3 separate regions of the Sus scrofa genome follow, and regions 2 and 3 are each linked to region 1. A link is a contact called in public HiChIP or PLAC-seq data. All regions are on one chromosome and are shown on one strand. Each heading gives the region's core, a stretch centred on a gene start, on an enhancer-like site or on the middle of the called end of the contact. The rest is flanking DNA. Distances are from core to core; before and after follow the strand shown. Region 1 holds the start of LGALS3BP (galectin-3-binding protein). Region 2 overlaps CYTH1 (cytohesin-1). Region 3 holds the start of CYTH1 (cytohesin-1).

Region 1 (2,513 bases), core at 11-2,510:
TCTGGGGCAGGAACCAGTGGAGGCTAGGAGACGTGACAGTGCTGGCATGTCTGTCCCCAGCACCGAGGCTCCTGAAGCTGGGCGGGGTGTCAGGACTCCCCAGGCTCTCCTGCCGCTTCTGTTTCTGCTGCTCCCCACCCCCGCCACGGATCTTCAGCTTCTCTGGCGGGGACGAGGTGGGCTCCTCTCCTCTTGGGCACTCATTGAATGGTTGGCCTGGTGGCTGGGCAAACTGCCTCCGCAGTGGTTCTCAATCCTGGCTGCATGTTGGAGCCACCCGCGGGCTTTAACGGCAGTGCCCTCCCACCCCAAGGACTGAGGCATCACAGGTCTGGGCGTCAGGAGTTTGTGAAACGCCTGGGTGATCCCCACATGCAGGCCAGGTCCACGGGCATTGGGACATCCAAGGGGGTCACCCTCGTCCCAAGCCTTGGGGTGCAGGTGACAGCAAGAGGGTGTTGATGGCCTCACTTAGCCTTGCAGCCTGGGCTTGGCCTCAATTTCAGGCCAGCTGGTCTCAGGGGCTCACGCCATGGCATCAGGACCTCGGGTCCTCCATCTGTCAGCCTGCCCTCGCCCATCCTCAGCTGGGATGTCCTCAGCAGGGTCTGGGCCACCACAGGCATCAGGAGCTCCAGGCCACCTGCTCCCAACAGGGTCCTGCTCCAGGAGTCTGAAGCTGACCCCCGGCCGGCTGGGATCGCGACGCCTCCCTGACACCATCCGCTCCGACCCACAGGGCCCAGGTCCGGCCCAGGAGAGCTGCCCAAGCTGGGGTGAGACGAGGGTGCGTGCCCAGAGAGCCACGGCACTGGCTCTCTGGAAAGGAAAGGGCGTGGGGGCGAGGCGACAGGACAACTCACCTCCCTCCAGAGGTTCCGCCCGCCCCACCGGAGTGAGCCAGTTGGGTCAGGCGTGTCAAGTGCTCAGAGCAGGGGGGACAGTACTCGAGCAGCCCCGAGGCAGTGTCCCCACTGCTGGCTTTGCCTGAGACCCAGGAAGTGGCTCAGAGCGGTGGCCCCGCCCCAGCGCCCGCCCCTGGCGCCCCTCCAGCCCGGGAGGAAGACGGTTGAAATACAAATGTGGCTGGCAGCCACCCTGCTCCGGCTGCAGAATCAGCCCGGCTGCAGAATCAGCCCGGATGCAGACTTAGGCCCTGGGAGGCAGCCACCCCCACCTTCTCCCCCTCCCCACCCCTCGCTCAGGGCTGAGGGGGCGGCCAGGGAGCCTTGGCAGCAGCCAACCCCAGAAGAGAGCAGTGTCAGGTGGTTTTCTAGAAATTGAAACTAAACTGAGCTCTCTGAAGCCTTTCCTAGGACCAGCCCAACCAAGCTCAGTCCTGGGAGGGTTTTCCAGGTTGATGGTCGGTCTGCAGAGGGATCCTGCGAAGCCATCAGTAGTTGCCCCGGGGAGGTAAGCTCGTGCCTCTTGCTCTCAGGTGGGTGTCCCTCTCCGTCCCTGTTCATGCCCAGCTGGGGATCTGGTGCTCCTCCTGAACCCAGGCACCATCACTGCTGCTCCCATGTCCAAAAGGATTTCTGTGTACAGTTTGGGCAGGCGGTTCGCTGCACAAGGACACCACCCAAAGGGGCGGGCAGGCTCAGAATTCAGGCCGGGTGCTCTCTCAGATTTGCGCGCTCCAGCCCAGGCTAAACCTGTCCAAAGGAAGAGCACAAGGGCACCAATGGGGGCCAGGGTCCCACTTCCCAAACAAGTTAGGCAAAAATGGGTGGCCATGGCCACCCGAAAGGCTGTGGTAACATTTGCATGCCGTATGCCAAGTGCCTGAATGGCTCCATTTCTCAGGGTCAGGCTAGTCCCCTGTGAGCAGTCTTGGCCCAGGGATGCTGGGAGCCCCTGTGCTGGGAGCCCCTGGGAGTCTGGTTCATGCAGGCCCAGGGCGCCACCTCAGGGTCACCAGGCCCTGGCTTGACGGGCACCCACAACAGCAAGCGGTCTCACCCCTGCTTGCTGGACCCTGGGGTGGTGTGGGGGTCCCAGGGTTCTTACTGAACCAGAGTGGTAGTGACACCCCGGCCCACCCCTGTGTGCAGCCACTGGGGGAGGAAGGCAGGTGAAGGGCAGCATGGGGGACCCGGAAAAGCAAAGCAGCGAGAGTTACATGGAGGCAGGAAGTCCAAGCAGGGCTGCCTGTGTGGCCCTGGTGGTCTCTAACCTCTCTGAGCCTCTGCTGCTTGGGGACACTGCCTTCAGAGGTGGCTGTGCCAGGACCACACTGAGCGGGCCCAGCCTGTCTGCTCATCTTGCTCCCTCCCCTCAGCCTCCCCCTCGAACCTCAGCCCTGTCCCCTTTCCTCCAGACCCCCAGGCCAGCATCTCTCACGGCTGCCCGGCCCTCCACTCCCACCCCGTTTCTGTGGCCTTCTCCTCCTGCATCCCTCTGCCTGCCCCGCCCCCTCCCTTCCACAGCTCATGGGGCCCAGAAGCCCCAGAATGTTCTTTGCTGCAGATCTCAGGGCACTCCTGTAAAGGTCCATGGCCTGAAGTTAGAGC
Region 2 (2,513 bases), core at 7-2,506, 170 kb after region 1:
AATAAATAAATAAAATGGCCCCAAGTAAGTGCTGAAGTGCCGGGCGTTCCCAAGTGCTAGAAGGCCGTGGTGCGCCCTGCCGAGCACGCGCGTGATAGACGGGCCTCCTGCAGGCGCGAGTTCAGCGCCAGTGGGGTGACCCGAGACAGAGACACACGTGAAACCAGCTTATGGGTTGATCCTTTGATAAGAAGGGATCGGGGGCTCTCAGGAACCTCGTCCTGCATTTCCCCTGGGAATGCTGGTTCCGCGTCGGGCGGTTCACGGTCAGCAGCGACTTTCTGGCCGGATAACTTCCTGACTTATGAGGACCCGCTGTGTCTCTAGCCCTCTTCCTCCCCTGACGCCTTAGGCCTGGATGGCTCCCTGCTTCACTCGTCATCCCCACGGACATCTGCAGGGGGCCTCACGCTCAGCTAGGCACGGTGGAGCCCCAGCCGTGCCCATCCTGGGAGACAGCAGGTCCACCCACGTGACGTGCGGTCACATGTTGGGAGGAAACCCGGATTCCTCCGTTCCTCTCGTGTCCCCATCCAGGCGTTAGTAGTGCCGTCCTTTCTGCCTCCGCGCTCTCCTGAAGCCCCTGCTTTCCTCCACCTCTGCTGCTGCTGCCTGAGCAGAGCCGTGGCATCGCTCCCGTGGGGGCCACGCTGTGTCCCCGAAGCCCATGCCCCCCTCCCCGGGCACCTGACTAGCTGTCCCTTCTCAGACCCAGAGTGGGGAGCCGAGAAGGATTTCATGGTATGGTGGGAGCATGTGGGGTTCTTTGCGTGATGGTGGCTTCTGTAAACTGAGACCTGCCTCCGAACTTGGTAGGAATAGTTTTGAGACTGAAAGGGAGGTGTTTTTTTAAGGGAAAATATACATCTGAACAATAGTTTAAGTACGAGCTTGGAGAAAATCTTGAAGAAACACCCTTTGAAACATAGATCCTTAGAGTTTTCTTATTTGTCTTGTATTTTACTGACGCCTTCTAAATGAGATTTGATTTTAGACCAAACCATGGTTTCCGCTAAGTTTGTTTTTAAAATCAGTGGCAGGTACCCAGAAGCAGTTTGGACCTGGCGCCCACGGGGTGCTCACTGCCTTCCCGCCTCCTCTGGTCTGCGCCCCCCTCCCGCGGGCGTGGCGGCGGCTTCAGCTCCTGGGCCCTGGCTCCTTGCCACGTGTTCGGTTCGCTCTCCGAGCTGAGTAAAAGGATGGGTGGAGTGCCCCGATTTTGTAACGTTGGTCTTGTGGTTTTGCAGAGAAAGGGGGTGACGTAGAATTAGTCAGGCAGAGAGGGAGCAGAGCAGACAGGAAGGGGAGAAGCCGTGCTTGTGCATCAGAGCAGAGGCCCACGGCAGAAGGGGGCGAGCAGGCAGGTGCCCGTGCTCCCCAGCCCCCTCCTTCCCTGCGCCTGCGTGAACACGCTCACAGCCCGAGCCCTGATGTCAGCTGTTCGCATGTTTATTGAAGGCTGGCCATTATTTCTAAAAGTTGTTCATTGAATTTGGTTTCGAAGTGCACAGAACACCCAATGTGGCGATGTGGTCACCCCGCCGCCCCATTAGTCTTGTATTCTCCTAAGTAGTAAAAGTTCCAGAAAGATCGTAGCTGGAAATATCAGTTGAGTTTTTCATAAATGGCTGGTGCTTGTGATGCATTACTTTAATCCCGTTAAAGAATGAGCTTTCCTGATGGCTTAGCCACCACCGTCCCCTGCAGAGCTGTTGGGCATGTTTGATCCTTAAACATGTCCCTTTTGACTCAGGACAGTGTTGAAACCAGCCTTGATCATTCAGTGGGTGGTGAGAATTTGTACGGAGCCGAGGGGACAGCTAATGTGGTTGTCCTGTGATTACCTAAAAGCGTAGAAAGCTTTTTTAGCAGACACTCTTCGTCTTTGAGAAGGGGAGTCCTGGTTCATAGAATCATAAACTCTTTAGAGGGGAAACTTACCACAAGTCCGAGTTTGTTTCCGGTACAGGGGGCGCGATGGGTGACAGTGAGGGGGAGGGGGGGGTGGCGGAGGCGGGAGGGGGGGAATGTGTGTTTCTGGAGCTGGACTCTGAGGGGTAGGTAGGAAAAGGAAAACGACCTTAAAATTTATTTTGTCACAGTGATGCACATGCATAGCCTAAGAGACCATGCGCCACATAAGAGTTTCCACGCTTGCTTGTAACCGCGTTCCTCTCAGAAGTCAAGGGTCTGTCAACTGATGAGGGAATGGACGGGATGGGGTGCGGCCCCGTGGTAGAGTGTTCTTCCACCTTGGAGAGGAACGAAGTGGGGTGCGTGCGACGTGCCTTGAACCCCGAAAACACCGTGCTGAGGGAAAGGACCCGAGGCTGAAGGCCATGCAGGGTCCGTGGGCAGATGCACAGGCTTGGGGTCTGCCGGCGGCTTGGCCTGGAGGCAGGAAGAGTGACTGCTCCTGGGGGCGGGGTGGGGATCTTCTGAGGATGATGAATAGGTAACTTTGTGAGTGTACTGCAAACCACTGAATTGTACACTTTTTAAGAGTGTGAACT
Region 3 (2,513 bases), core at 4-2,503, 140 kb after region 1:
GTTTGCCCAGGTCATAAGGCAAATAGGAAGCAGATGCAGAAAGTTTCCTCATTCATTTATTCCTTCTGCATGAGAGGAATTACTTTTCTTTGTTGTCTCCTGGGAGGCATATTTTAGGGCTGTCTGGCCAGTAAGGAAACAGGCTGCTGAGACAGGTATTGCAATCCAGGTCTTGTGACCTTTAAGGGACATTTCTGGGGATTTGGGTTGTGCTTTCCTCCAGCAGCTCCGGGGTGCAGCACGTCATGCTGCGTGTCCAGAGCTGTGCACACCAGGAGGAGCCTGGACCTCCCTGTGCGATGAGTGATTTTGATGTCCCTTCCAGCTGAGGCACTTGTAATTTTTATGGGTAACACCAAACCAAGGAAGAGTGACTGCAACTGGGAGTGGCTGGAAAAATGGCGTTTTTCTTCACTTTTCTAAATTAAAAATTGCAGAGGTCCCCACCCCCAGGTGCAGAGCTCAGGCCCATGCTCAGCAAAGGGGGGCAGCTCAGTTTACTGGTGGGAGGGGACTGGTCTGCAAAGTGCAGGCAAATGAAACATGCAGGGAACAGTCTAGAAACTCGTGAATTTAAGAGGCACAGGAATCAAGGTCTCCGAAAGCCTTCATGGCTCAGAGACGAGGTGCTTCCCTTTGAAACTAGATCTGGTAAATAAAGACAAGTAAAAGAAAGTATGAGACTGGGATCTCATGACAGTCACAGTACTAAGATTCAGACCACAGTAATAGTGAATTCAAATATTCTGGTCTTTGGCCAAGGGCCAGGCTCCTCTGGCAATCTGGGCGGGCCTGACCTGCGAAGCTGACGTCAGCGAGGGCCACCCTGCCCTTCAGTGGCCGGACACGACCTTGGGCCTTTGTGGGCGGCCTGGCTTGGGTTGTGTCGCTGGGGCCAGCTCTGCCCTTGCGAAAGCCGAAACCTGCGGGGCCTCCGGAGGCGGCCGGGGCGGGGCTGGGGCTGGGGCGTGGTCGGGGCGGGGCCTCTGGCCAAGGGGCGCGCCGGGGGCGGGGCCTGGGTGGGCGAGCCTACGCAGGAGCGGGCGCTCTAGAGGACGCAGCCCCGGCAGCCCCGGCGGCGCGCGCGCGAACGGCGGGGGCGGGCCTGCGGACCCGGGGGCGGGGCCTGGGCGGGCGCGCGTGCGCAGGCGCCGGCCGGGAAGCGGCCGCGTGCAGGGGAGTGTGTGTGTGCGCGCGCGCAGGCGGCAGGCGGGGCGCCCCGCGGGAGGCGAGGGGCGGGCGGCGGGCGCGGGGCCGGGGGCGGGGCTCCGAGGCGGGCTGGGCTAGTGGGGCCGGGAGCGACGGGACCAGGGGCGAGCGGCGAACCGGGCGTGGAGCTCGGCCCCGGCACCATGGACGAAGACGACAGCTACGGTCAGTATGGCCCGTGGCCCGACCGGCAGACGCCCTCTTTCTCGCTTCCTCTCTTCTCCGGCCCGGCGCCCGGCCGCGCCTCTGGCGGCTCGCGTTTCCCGGGGACGGTGGTGCCGGACGGGAGCCCGGGGCAGCAGGGCCGGGCGGTGGCCTCCGCAGGGCAGGGGTCCGCGGTGGCCCGGAGGCGGAGGGCTGAGGGACGCTGAGGGGCCGGCGTCGCAATGTCCGGGTCTCCAGGGCGGGCGCCGGGGGTCGCCGGGCTGGGGTCTCTGGGGCCGTGGTCGTGGACCGGGGTCTCAGGGCCCGAGTGTCCAGGGTGGGGATCTTCGGGCCGATGCTGGCGAGGCGGGGATCTCCGGCCTCCGGTCTCTGGGACGTGGGTCTTAGGGCCCGGGGTCTCTGGGGCGAGGGTCACTGGGTCTGGGTCCCGGGGGCGAGGGTCGCCGGGGCGAGGATCTCGCGGCGGGGGTCTCGGGCTGCGTTCGCAGAGCGAGGGTCGCGGGGCCGGGGTCTCGGGCTGGGTTCGCAGAGCGAGGATCTCGGGGCGGGGGTCTCGGGGCCGGGGTCTCGGCGGGGGTCGCGGGCCGCTATCCGGCGCGGGCCCGGCCGTCCTGCAGCCCCACCGCGGGCCTCAGCGATCGCTCGAGTCCCCGCGGGCGCGTTCTCCGTAGTTTCCGGCCCTTTCGGTGTTCGCAAGTTGTGTGCCCCGGTCCAGGTCTTTGTTCAGAGCGAAAATGAGAAAACAGAGCCAGCGAACCCGTAGTGGGCAGGCTGCGACTTGAGGGTGCCGTCGGGGCCAGGACCCCGGCCACCCCCGATCGCTGACCGCTGTTGCGTGTGAACTGGCTGCTGGTACGAAACTCCTGCCGGGGAAGCCCGACGGGCGCGGAGTAACCCAAGTTTGCTTTCTTGTCTGCGCACAGAGACGCGGCATCGTAATCACACAACACAGAGAAAACTTGACAAAACTACCATTTTGCAAATCCTCCTCCAGCTAAGCTTACCCTGGAAGCTCTTGGCCAGCGGCAGGGCATTCCTCCCGCAAATAGCTCCAGATCGTGGGGTGCTGCAGGTTCCGTGAGATGCTTTAGTTAAGTCACTGACCATTTTGTTTATAGGAAATTAAAGAGTGGCCTATA

Evidence for each region. HiChIP or PLAC-seq counts read pairs in DNA pulled down with a chosen protein or histone mark.
Region 2: a contact with region 1 is called in an H3K27ac HiChIP or PLAC-seq map of alveolar macrophages. The contact joins the enhancer-like site here to the promoter of LGALS3BP in region 1. A contact is called at or near these places in 1 of 5 promoter capture datasets (skeletal muscle), 9 of 47 Hi-C or Micro-C datasets (embryonic fibroblasts, epiblast stem cells, fetal heart ventricle and 6 more) and 2 of 2 datasets of contacts at active chromatin or transcription factors (alveolar macrophages and skeletal muscle).
Region 3: an H3K27ac HiChIP or PLAC-seq map of alveolar macrophages shows a contact between it and region 1. The contact joins the promoter of CYTH1 here to the promoter of LGALS3BP in region 1. A contact is called at or near these places in 1 of 47 Hi-C or Micro-C datasets (fetal heart ventricle) and 1 of 2 datasets of contacts at active chromatin or transcription factors (alveolar macrophages).

What each region holds. Positions count from the first base shown.
Region 1 is chr12:3,211,175-3,213,687 of Sscrofa11.1, forward strand. LGALS3BP (galectin-3-binding protein) reads left to right here and starts at 1,261. Exons shown (of 7, transcript XM_021066516.1): 1 at 1,261-1,413.
Region 2 is chr12:3,378,330-3,380,842 of Sscrofa11.1, forward strand. All of the region lies in intron 1 of CYTH1 (cytohesin-1), which reads left to right. Among named protein-coding and RNA genes, the nearest start is that of CYTH1, 23 kb to the left of the region's middle. Within about 2 kb of position 1,257, at least 23 of the 83 cell types and tissues checked have an H3K27ac peak or open chromatin away from gene starts, as enhancers often do. A contact at or near this core is called in alveolar macrophages, embryonic fibroblasts, mesenteric adipose tissue and 2 more, where this site is marked.
Region 3 is chr12:3,355,012-3,357,524 of Sscrofa11.1, forward strand. It overlaps CYTH1 (cytohesin-1), which reads left to right and starts at 1,254. Exons shown (of 13, transcript XM_013989851.2): 1 at 1,254-1,374. The coding sequence starts at 1,353.